Regions from separate parts of the Mus musculus genome. Here regions 1 and 2 are each linked to region 3. A link is a contact called in public promoter capture Hi-C data. All regions are on one chromosome and are shown on one strand. Each heading gives the region's core, a stretch centred on a gene start, on an enhancer-like site or on the middle of the called end of the contact. The rest is flanking DNA. Distances are from core to core; before and after follow the strand shown.

Region 1 (3,826 bases), core at 841-3,340, 170 kb before region 3:
TCTGTTTCATTCAGTTGTGCTTTAAAGCTTAGAGGGACAGGCTACACAGTGGCTGCCTAATGTACGTGTTGAGTGTTTGAATTAGCCAAGATGAAAACAAGATAGTAGCAACAGAGACCAGATAATGCCATCAACAAGCGTGACACAGAGACCTCCACTTCTAACGTGTAAAGACAGGCTTTCAAACAAGCATGGCAGACTTAAGAAAACTCAGAATGTGCCAGACCTCATTCTCTGACCGCAGCACAATTAAGTTAAAAGTAAACAACAACAAAACAATAAAATTCTATGCGTTATAAAACGTAAAACACATTTCTGAGTAACTCAAAGAGAAGGGAAAACCTAGAGGAGACTTAGCAACAGAACCGAAGCCTGGCGAAATTATTATAACTGCTGTTTATGGCAGTCAGCTGAAGACAATAAGGGTACAAGCTGATGAACTGCACATACAAATGAAGGCTGGCAACACAAACACCAAGAAGATATATGGCTGGAAATAAAAAGGAGACTATTGAAGTAGAAAAATATATGCAATGAAGAATAAGAAAGCCAAGAGCTGTTTCTTTGAAAATAATTCAAAACTCTGACAAGTGTGATCCGGGAGAGAAAAGAGGTGAGGTTTAATATTAGAGATAAAAGATGCCAAATCTCAGACACATTAAAAATAAGAGAACAGTAAGATACTTGGGGTAATTTATTTTAAAATAAATGGATTGGAGAATTTGCTAGAAAACATGTTATTGACCTAAGCTGGTCCAGATAAAATATAAAATATAGAATATCTCTACAATGTACAATAAACATATTAAGTTAGAGTTAACCATCCACTTGGCAAAAACAACTTTTGGTGTTGGTGGCTCCTTAGCCCCCACCCCAGCTGAGGAGCTACTGACAGTTCATGGCTTCTTGGGGGAAGAACAGCCAGGTGTTTTTATAAGTGTGACATCTGGTAGGTTGACTATGCTCCAGAGGATAACCCCATACCCATCTGAATAGGGGAAGACTAAATTAAACTTGGTGGGTTTTTTTTTTTTTTAAGTATACAATGTTGGTAGGAAGTGGAGAGGTAGCGGATGGATCTGGGAGGAGTTGGGGGAGGTAAAAAGGGGGAATATGATCAAAATACACCAAACACTGATATGAAATTCTCTAAGACTTAATAAACATATTTTTAAAAACCCACCTAAAATCCTGATGATGTAAAATCTAGATGATTTTAGCAGTGACTTCCATCAAACATCCATCTACAGGTTAATCCCAGTTTTAAACAAAATTATTACAAAGAACAATTAGGGTTTAATGGCATATGATTGTATGAGGCTAAGATCCTTGATGCCCAAAGCTACCAGAGGTGGCACACAAAGAATATTTCTTGCTCAGTATTCCTTATGAATGTAATTGCAAAAGCTTCAATAAAACACTCATCATTTTAAGGCAAGAGTGCATGGTACATGTGCTTCACTTTGAATGTAGAAGATCAAGGATGGCTCACCATTAGAAAACCTAACAGCATGTTTCACCACACAAGCAGATTATAGGGGGAGGGAGGGAAGTCACATAGTCTTCTAGATGAAGGTATTGCTAAAATTGATCCATTTGCCTTGGTTTGAAAGCTTACACTGAATCCTCTATACCGAGGAACAGGAAGAATGCTCTGTTCCTTAAAGGATATCAAGTGTTTTTCAAAAACCTTTTCAAATTATTCTCTTTGAAATCAGAAACAGAATGAGAATGCCTGCTTATGATTGGCACTGTCCTGGCAGACTCAGACAGCACAAAAACCATTCAAAGGGCTTAAGATTTAAAAGCAAAAGCTGACAGCAAATATAGTGTTTGGGCGTGTCTGTGTTCTGGCAGAGGTCTCTGCAGAAGTAACAGAACTCACGATCGTTTTAGAGTTCAAGGTTTCCAGAAGACAGAAGATCTAGATTTTCCAAAACCTAGAATATTCTTACTTTGGTGACTCTTGTACTCTCTAATACCCATGGTTCTATTTTTTTCCTGTTTGAAGCCCTTTAATAACAACTGAACCTTGCGGGTGGGCGGAGCGGTAGCATTTATTGAACTTCCGGTATGACAGAATTCCCACAGAGCACACCCCATCATCAGATTCTTCAGGACCCAAGAAGAGCCCAGAAGAGCACTGAGCTCGGCCCCAGAGGATCGTGACTGCTCTGACCAGTCTTTTCATTCGTTATCATTTTCAGTGGTGTTTGTCTATTTGGCGTTTGTTGCTATTTTGCTTTGTTTTGTTTTCTTCTGCACAGTGGACTTTCAAATAACACCATGTCCTCCACAGTGGGGGAAATTCCATTTCAATATTTTATTGTAGAGTGGTATTTAATTTTCTTTCCCCTTGATTCTTTAAATGGCTTGTTCTTGTGGTTTTTCCAAGTATTTTTGTATTCTGAGTCACTCTGAGCAACTGACTGGGAATGTAGGAAGAAGGCTTTTGCTGTTTTCATTAACTGTCTGATTGACCCTGGGCTCCTCACTGAACCTAATCAAGTAACTTCTTCATTCATTGCTAAATCAAGATACAATGTAGCCTGTGAACCTGGGTTAAAATTAGACCTGCTACCTAATGACTCACTTCTCCTTAATTTACACAAATTAGATTTTTTTCCTATAACATTTCCAATTGAAGAAAAATGGAGACAACCCCTTCATTCTATTTGTCTGACTTTAGTGCAATTCCATGTATCATTTGTTCAATTCCACTGATTAATTTTAGTGAACAACCACAGCTCCTGGTGATAGTCAGTGGTAGGCACTTAAGTCCTGATGCTCTCCAGCAGCAATGATGGGAGAGATTAGAAAAGTGTCATGAGGAATATGCAAGGAAGGGGAGCAGGTCAAAGTTCCTATGCACCCTCTACCTCTAGGGTGAGAGGTCTGTCTGAACTGTGTGATCTTAAGAAAGTCAAAAGAACTTGGAGAAAGTGCTTCCTACCTTACAAAATGGTCACCCACGCCTTCCATCGTTTTAACCCTCTGTGGGGTTGGTTTATTTCCCCCCAACCCCACCCCCAAAAGTGAGGATTTGTAAGTTTGTAAAGTGTAAACCCTGATATGGTGGACCATAGGTAGTAAAATGTAGTTTTAAGAAAGATTTGGCAAGATTTTAGTGTCTGCTGAGAAACCAGGAAATAAACTAGGATTTGACGATCTTTCTGCCTCTTGTGTTTGGGACTTTTGAAGCCATAACCCATGGTGGATGTTAAAAATAGAAAACAAAGTCTAAGGAAAGCCAGTGTAGTGGCACTTGCCTGTAATACCAACACTCGGGAGGTAGAGGTAGGCAGATTAAGAGTTCAAGGCCAGCTTTGGCTATAGAATGAATTCCAGGCTAGTCTGAGGTACCTGAAATCCCGATTGGAAAAAAAAAAAAAAAAAAGTCTGAGGAAACCTCTTAACATAAAAGCTGCTGCACTGTCTTACCTTTGCTCGGTGTTGAAGAGTGCGAAGACGTGCTTGCTGGACATGAAGCCCTTCTCCACATCCCGGACCTTCAGGTTGTCCAGGGGAAGCATATATTTCTTTTCTTTCTCCTGGGATACAGAGGTGAAAGGAGGGGATGTTAATAGAACATCACACCAATGGCAACCAACACACCATCCAAATCAGCTATCACTTAATAACACTTGATTACTTTACCTCGATACTGTCACACACTAGTTTTACCCCAGTTTCTGAGGAATGCAAGTTATCTGAGACAGGAGAGTACAGGGACTCTCAACACATGGGGTGGGGGAGGGGAGTGTACGGGAAAGACTCAGATGGAGAAAACACATGCTCCTCTCTCCTTGCCCCCTCATGTGGGTCC
Region 2 (3,978 bases), core at 1,027-3,526, 210 kb before region 3:
TTTGCATTTACCCAACATTCACGTTTCCTTTTCTTTGTTCTTTTTTTTCCTCCCTAACTTTTTTCTACTTCAAAACACCTATTTGTTGAAAACTCCCAATAGTAAATTGGATATCATTTTTCATCCCAAGCTGTAAACCATCACCTATGAGTAAAAATGTCTCTCTGATGTTTATTTCTTGCCATGGCTGTATGTTTGCTTTTGGGTTTGTCATGCTGAGACACACATGGCTTAAAAAAAAAAAAAAAAAAAAAAAACAAAACCCAAAAACCTTTATTTTACTATTTCCTTTGTTTGTGTGGAGACATAAACTGCCTTTCTGGCTTTGACATTTTTTCAGCAGTTCTCAGTTCTAGGCAAAATTGATCATCTTCCAGTTTGCATATCTTGAGTTCATTGTTGTATACTTGATGCTCAGTAATAACACAATCACCCCTCAGGGGCTGGAGAGACGGCTCAGCTGTTAAGAGCACGGGCTGCTCTTCCAGAGGACCCCAGTTGACTTGCAGCACCCGCGAGGCGGCTCACAACTGTGTGTAACTCCAGTTTAGGGGGATCTACTGCCATCTTCTGGCCTGTGTCAGTGCCAGGCATGCAAATGGTACACAGGCATCCATGTAGGCCCATACACATGAAATAAAACGATAAAATTAAAAAACCCTCTGACTTATCGAAGTATTTCAAAGCTGCCTCTTCACTGCAGGGCATTGGCGGAGTTGCCTAAGTGTCTGTTGACCTAGATTATTTAAGTACAGCTGCCGTCTTTTAAACATTTGACTTTATTTTTACTTCTGAGTTTTGTTTTGTTTTGTTTTGTTTTGTTGTTTTTTATTTTTCCACTTAAGCAGTGTTTTGGGGAGGAACTTTGTATTCATCTTGAGGAAATATTTATTGTCAGGATTTCCCCATTTGGAACATTTTCTCTTGGACTCATTTCTTTACAACACAGCTAGACGTCTAGATTCCAGAGGGCACAACACCTGCTGTTTCCCAGATGCAGTGGTAAGCCAGGCCATAGGGGCTTCTTTAGGTTATTCATGCTAGCATGCAGGGGTCATTGATATGTATTTAATTCAGTTCAGTTTATGAGTTTTACAAGCAGTTGACAGACATCTCTGGTGTTTTTGGCTATTGAGGTACAGCAATTGATGGAGCAAAGCCAAAGAAAAAGCTCTCTCTCTCTCTCTCCCTCTCCCTCTCTCTCCCTCTCCCTCTCCTCTCTCTGTCTCTGTCTCTGTCTCTCTGTCTCTGTCTCTCTCTCTTTAACCATCTTACGAGAGGGGCCATCCCACTAGATCTCTAAGGCTACTCTGAAAATTGGGTCAAAAAGCTGTTTTCATAGATGAGGAAATAGACTCAGAGAGAGCTGTGGGACTTTCCCTGAATCACAGGCCAGCTAACCAGTACACCCAGAACCTCCCCCAGCCCTCAGCATATGACCTCTCTACAGCAGCTGCATGGGTGAAGAAATACATTAATGGATGAAAACACAGTGGAGCAGACTTGGTCATGTTTAAAATCATGTACGGTTTTTGGTTGTTTTTTTTTTTTTTAATTTTTGACCAGATCTTGATTTTTATAGAAAACACAGAATATAAACATTAAAAAGATAAGCCACAAGAAGTAGGGTGGGGAATTTCAGAGAAGCTGGGATGCAGCTCAAGGAAATATACTGTCCATGTCCAAGGAAAAAAGTTCACTCTGGGAAAATTATAAAGGCTACACCTTTGCTCCTGGGCAGAAAGGGGGATAGTTTATTTAATGAGAATAAAACAATACATTGCTTTTAAAGGATCTAATGAAGCCTCTACTGTTTCTCCAACTTTACTAAGTAGGCTTCCCTTTGGAGCTCTTTCCAACACTCAGCCAAGGCTCCTTTGAGATGCAAAGGTGTGGGGTGGGCAAAGCTGGAGACTGTTGTCTGGAGAACCCTTGGCCAGTTGGAAGGCAGGAGACGCACAGTCCACACAGACTTTCCACATTCTCTGTGAGGCTCTGAGGAATCCAGCTTTGGCTCCACCACACTGACCTTTCTCCAGGGTATTTTCTTTCAGGGGTTCTTCACACGGAAAATCTTATTTTTTTTCCCCTTAAAGGACAGCCAAATTCTTGAGAGGGAAAATAATTATCTGGTTGAAACATTAGAAGAAGGTCAAAGGCTTCTGGTGGCTTTGGCAGCTTTGTCTCTACCCGGTTCTAAAGCCTCGTCCTAGGCCGTGTCTAGACAGCCAAGGCGAGTTGGACACAGGTCTGAAACACTGAGCTGGCCTGATTTACTGGAAGGCTCATAAATTCTGTCCAGGAAGCTTCCAGGTTCTCACCACATGCTGTAGCTGTATAGATAACCCACAGCAATTTGTACCGAGTGCATTTTTTTGTTTAGTCTATTTCGGCTGCAATCATGCAGATATGAGTTTCTGAATGACTCTGCTCTGAAACCAAGTTATGTGTCCCACAGCTCGAAGAACTGAGAAAGTGGTTGGGGTGCTGAAAAGCGAGGGAGGGAAAGGCTCAGCCCTTAGGTAAAAGGCTTTTTAAGTGCTCTGCTGAAGCGAACAAGACCGCAGGATGAGCTTATGTTTTGATTAGACGTGAAAAAAATGTTCTTACATGTCAAAAGAAAGCTCCTGGCTGTTAAAAAATATAAAGTTTAATTCCCTTATTTCTTTTCCATGTCTCTTCAATCATCTGACACCAGCTATTAAACAATTAAGAACGGTGTTTCAAAATAATCTCTTAACAGATTCCTTTTTATAATTTCCGGGGTGTTTGATAACATAAATGCTTTTAGGAGTGGGATTTTGCTGGGACCCAAGGTCTCCAGATAACGCTAGAGTTTAACACACAGCACCATGTTGGTCCTAGGCAGGCTGCACAGCCTGACACAGAAAGGAATGAGCCCAGCTTCCTCTTTGCCACCAGCCATAACTATTCCTTCCAGTATCTGTGATTCTGAAAGGTCAGTCATGCTGTCTAGCTGACTAACTGGCAATTCATGGCTTCTAGCAAAGTCAGGCCATATTGTCACGTGCTTATTAATTTTTAGTCTTAAGAGTTTACAAGACATACATGGCATAATTTCATAAACTGTAGACTTTACTACTGAATTTAAGACAGGTTTAATTTATTATTAAAAATCTTGACTTAAGATGGGCATGGCAGCCAAAGATCTATAATATCAGTACATGGGAGATGGAGACAGGAGGATTGTGGGTTTGAGGCCAGCCTGGGCTACACTGTGAGACTGTGGCTGAAAGAATTCATGGCTTCATAAGCATAGCTCACAAACTTTGGAAGCCAAGAAAGTGTGTGTGTGTGTGTGTGTTTGTGTCTGTGTGTCCCAAGCCTTTCAGTGCCCAAGCCAACTCTTTAGTCAGTTTCTTCAAACATTTCTTAGATGTATTTCCTAGACAGTGTAGCATTTTTGGTTCTATGTTACATTTTAATATGGTTTTCTGCACGTGAGATTCGAGTAACTGTCACAAACTTCTCTATGAAATAGCATACATATACAATGAAGGCGTTCAATGCATTTTTTGCCATTTTTTTTGACAGTATGCTTTTCTTAATACAGGTTTGATAAACACAGTAATATACAATAGATAGAATATGGCTAGGGCCATGAACATTGGTTAACAATCTGGCCTGCACTGTTCCTTCCTCCCCTCCCTCTCTTTGTGTGTGTGTGTGTGTGTGTGTGTGTGTGTGTGTGTGTGTGTGTACTTGCTCATGTTGTCTGTGGAGACCAAAGGTTCACATCATGTGTCTTCCTCTATTCACCTGCCTCCACTTCTTTTTTGGAACATGGTTTCTCACCAAATCCAGAGCTTATCACTTAGGCACATATTTACATAACAGTACATTTATATACCAATGAAATCACCAGTGAGAAATTCAATTTTGTTTCCCTTTTGAAAATCTGGACAACTCAGGCTGGGAAATGGTGGTGCATGCCGTTAATCTGCCATTCAGTGGGAA
Region 3 (3,991 bases), core at 819-3,318:
ACAGCGAGAGAGACAGAGAGAGAGACAGAGAAGTATTAATTCACTCTTTTCTTTTCTCTTCTTTTCTTTTTTTGTTTTGTTTTGTTTTGTGTTTGTTTGTTTGTTTTTTGTTTGTTTGTTTCAAGACAAGGTTACTCTGTGTAGCCCTGGCTGTCCTGGAACTCACTCTGTAGACCAGGCTGGCCTCGAAATCCGCCTGCCTCTGCCTCCTAAGTGCTGGGATTAAAGGCGTGTGCCACCATGCCCGGCTAATTCATTCTTATCTGAATCTTGAGATGTACATTCTTTCGAAATCTTACTTCATGGATCATTGGCAAGATACAAATAAATTTCCCATTTCAGAAACGTTCTACCAGAGAGTCTACCAGCCAGATAACCCTCGGACACTTTGAGAATGCCGCAGAGTATCTTTTATGAGACTTATAATTAAAGAAAAAGAAGCCATCAGTTTGAGAGGGAATGAAGGAGAGTGGTGGAGACTGAGGAGAGAAGAAAGAGAAGGGTCTTGTGTTCATGTGCATATGTATATCTGTGCATGAATGCATGTGTGCATGTATGTAATTTGTGCTTTCTAAGCTTGCTACCCACCGAGCTCAATTTTATCATGAAAGCAGCTTGTAGTTTTGTACCAACAACTGACACAAAAGCACATATACTAAATTATAAGGAAACAAAATAAAAAAACTAAAAAGAAAAAAAAAAAGCCCTGACTTCACATGGGGATGGGGAAGGATGGAGGACTAGAGACAACACCAGGCAACACTAGCCTTGAAAATCACTGAAAGGCATCAATGAAATAATCATATTAGCTATGTGCTTGATCTGCAAAGGATTCTGAGGGTGTAATATGCCAAAATGTTGAATTTCCATTGTGGGTTTACACATGTGGTGCTCAGTTTTTATGATGCACACAGGAGAGGGGGCATCAAAGTCCTCTGACATTCAGAATGATTTCTGATTGGGTTCTGACTCCTTGGCTCATCAGCTCATTCAGTAGGAATTGCTGGGTGTTTGTGCGGCCCTCACTTCCCGCTCTCAAACATACTCTGTCCTGATTGCCAGCTCTTTGTCCGCCTCACTGCCATATCTCTTGTTTAAGGTGCAATTACAATTTCTACAGTCATTTAAATCATTATGACTCTCAAGTTGTTCAATTAAAAGCTTACATTGCAAAGAATTCTAATCATGTCTGCCTAAGTAATGTTGATCTAAAAAGCACTATATTTAGACCTTATATTCCCCATTAATTACTTATATTCTATAAATTATTCATAAGGAATCAGGGAAGGAAGAAATGGTATATTTCTTGATTTATATCATATCAGTCACTCACTAGGCAACTGCTATCCACTGGCCCTGTGTTCCCTATGTGTCAGAGCACCTGATATTGAATCTTACCATCTGGAGTAGCTGGTTCACTACATAATTACATAGTCACACAAGGGAAATGTTCTCAAAAAGCAAAGAGAAAACACACAAAAACCAATAGTTAAACCTTCCCTAAGTTTGCCTCCCAATTTAATGCCCTCATAATGAGGCTGAAACTTCTAATCACACTGTACATTGATTAAATGGCAAATTACTTCTTGCTTAAATCACTTGACACTCTTAAATAATAAAGATTCAATAAAGAAATAACACAACTTATCTTTTTCTTAGAATCCAACTCTTGAATGTTTGGCTCTGAGAAAATTTTAATTTGAGAAAAATTTTGAGAGAAAGTGCCATTATAATGAAAAGGTACAAAACTACATCTTAATTATGCCCAATAGTTTAAGTGTTATTTAGGTTTGTGTATAATTATTTGGGGGAACTTCTATATAAAAATTTTAGTATGAACCACATTTTTCTCTGGAGGTAAAAGAAACACTTGAAAGGTATTTCTATCCAATAAAACAAAAATTACACACTTATAAAACCTACTAAACATTAATTGATTGGATCACAGGAGGCAGGCTGTTCAGTTTCTCCTGGGTTATGCATAAGCCAGCCAAGGATTCTAAGGCCTTAAGAATAACTCGTCTGCTGCCTTAAGCAAAAACTCAGCTTGTTGGGTAATGACCACCATTCCTGAACCTGTACCGGGATCACAGAGAAAACCAGCCAGAACCAGAACAGTCCCTTGTGTCTATTAGACCTGACTTTGTGAGTCTTGCTGACTAGAGAGGTTTTATTTTTAATCTAAAAGCTATAAACCTTCAGACACTGGGCACATTATAAATTAACCATCAGTTACGATTGCATTGCTCATGAGAACATTTAAAATCTACTTCATTTTCTATGAATTAAGTGAGTCACCCTCAAAGGTCCCTAGCAACCCTTTACGCGTGTGTGGTATCTTGCTCGGCTTATTCAAGAGATGAGAAAGAAAGTGTTGTGCAGAGAGAGGAGCTGTGTTCACCCACGTTCTCAAAGGATTGGAAGTGAGGAGCAATTCCAGTCCAGAGCTGTCGGGAAATGGTGAGGCTCCTCCTCGTGGCACAGAAGTACTTTCTGTTTTACAAATGGAGCCAGCTCCTGGCTAACTTGGATAGAGTAAGTTCCGAGCCAAGCGAGAAGTGTGTCAGCTGCTCTCCTCCAAGTGGGCAAATTCCAAATCTCAAATTCTAAACCTCAAATACTTTCTGCGACTGGGGGGAGAAATGATGAGGCACATGATGGAAAAACTTTTAAACAGAGAAATTAAGAGAACTTTCGTGTTACCCGGCAAATGCTAAGGAATTGAAATTTCAGGGGCCAACCTCAGATGGAAGAAAGCCGAAAGGCTGTCGGTAAAGGCGCGCTTGGTCTCATAAGGAATGCAGAAGACACCCAAACAGGCCAGAGTGCGTTGACACTGTGTCAAAACAGTACCTGAAGGTCTTAATCGGGTTTTCTTCTCCTCTGTCATCCTGGGTTTATGTTTGGTAGACACGTTAATGAGCATTTAAGTAGGAAAGGAGGAAAAACAGAAGATAGGAGGAAGAGCTAAGCATGGGCCTAGATTTCCTACAGCATCCAATAAAAGCTTCAAACAGTACTCAGCGGGAGGCAGAGAAATGGAGACTCAAGTCTTTTACCAGAGCAGACATAGGTCGCACTCAACCTACTCCATGTTTTGTGGCTTTTTCCTTCTGCCCTACTTCTGCCATATGTTGACTGTCACTTGCTACATCAACAAGATGTGATTTCAATATCCTTCCATATATGCATTGGAAACTACTACTGGGGGAAAGCGACAGTATTGGGATTGGAAATAGAACTGAGCTCAATAAATCAAGCCCCCACCATCAGAGCTTATATTCTCAGGGTCCCTTCGTTGCCCAACAACAAGAGACATACGGGGTGTAATTCACACAGGCATGTATGCCACAAAGAAAAGGAGTGGGGTAACATGAAGACTGGGGGAGTCTCCTGAGTGTCTGGGGTTGGAGAGACTGTGAAATTATAGATAGAAAATCCAAGATACTCTGTTAATAAGGCAGGCCTTTGAACACAGACCTGAGGCAAGTAAAGGTTGGATCTTTGCAACTACCTCAAGGAACAGAAAGCAAAGTTTCCACTGACCTGTCTCTTCAGCATGCTACAGACACAAACACAGCAGTGAGGCTGCAGTGGGGAGGAGGGGAAGGAAGAGGTGAACTTAGAGATGGAAGGGGAGAAAGATCGTGTGTGGCACTGAAACCCCAGTCAGGACTTTAGAATTCCTTCTTTAGTTGATATGGACTCTGGGTCAGCTATTGACTGACCTAACATACCAAAGAACTGGACATTTCTTCAAACAGTACCTTTTAATGCAAAGTTCTTGCCTGGGTTTCTACTGGAAAGCTAAAGTAAGGTATCTTTTTTATGGCAAAGTTTTTATTCTAAGCAGTTGAGGGTAGTGGGATCAATTAATTGGCATGATAGCGATCCAAGAATGTGGTTTCCCAAGAGGTCAATAAATGACACAGTTGCTAAACTGTGGTCAAAAAACGAAGTTGTTCCTCCCTGTGCTTCCTGCAAAAGGCTT

What was found. Capture Hi-C pulls out chosen DNA fragments and counts their contacts.
Region 1: a promoter capture Hi-C map of adipose tissue shows a contact between it and region 3. The contact joins two enhancer-like sites. A contact is called at or near these places in 1 of 484 Hi-C or Micro-C datasets (uterus), 1 of 115 datasets of contacts at active chromatin or transcription factors (fibro-adipogenic progenitors) and 3 of 9 other capture datasets (adipose tissue, liver and pancreatic islet).
Region 2: a contact with region 3 is called in a promoter capture Hi-C map of adipose tissue. The contact joins two enhancer-like sites. A contact is called at or near these places in 5 of 484 Hi-C or Micro-C datasets (bone marrow-derived macrophages, cortical neurons, liver and 2 more), 4 of 115 datasets of contacts at active chromatin or transcription factors (the 230-238 cell line, fibro-adipogenic progenitors, heart atrium and 1 more) and 1 of 9 other capture datasets (adipose tissue).

What each region holds. Positions count from the first base shown.
Region 1 is chr1:162,131,016-162,134,841 of GRCm38.p6, forward strand. It overlaps Dnm3 (dynamin 3), which reads right to left. Exons shown (of 21, transcript NM_001038619.2): 15 at 3,442-3,551. Among named protein-coding and RNA genes, the nearest start is that of Dnm3os, 85 kb to the right of the region's middle. Within about 2 kb of position 2,091, at least 65 of the 459 cell types and tissues checked have an H3K27ac peak or open chromatin away from gene starts, as enhancers often do. A contact at or near this core is called in adipose tissue and uterus, where this site is marked.
Region 2 is chr1:162,092,060-162,096,037 of GRCm38.p6, forward strand. The region is part of intron 15 of Dnm3 (dynamin 3); the gene reads right to left. Among named protein-coding and RNA genes, the nearest start is that of 2810442N19Rik, 89 kb to the left of the region's middle. Within about 2 kb of position 2,277, at least 73 of the 459 cell types and tissues checked have an H3K27ac peak or open chromatin away from gene starts, as enhancers often do. A contact at or near this core is called in adipose tissue and heart atrium, where this site is marked.
Region 3 is chr1:162,297,678-162,301,668 of GRCm38.p6, forward strand. All of the region lies in intron 10 of Dnm3 (dynamin 3), which reads right to left. Among named protein-coding and RNA genes, the nearest start is that of Mir214, 76 kb to the left of the region's middle. Within about 2 kb of position 2,069, at least 55 of the 459 cell types and tissues checked have an H3K27ac peak or open chromatin away from gene starts, as enhancers often do. A contact at or near this core is called in adipose tissue, heart atrium and uterus, where this site is marked.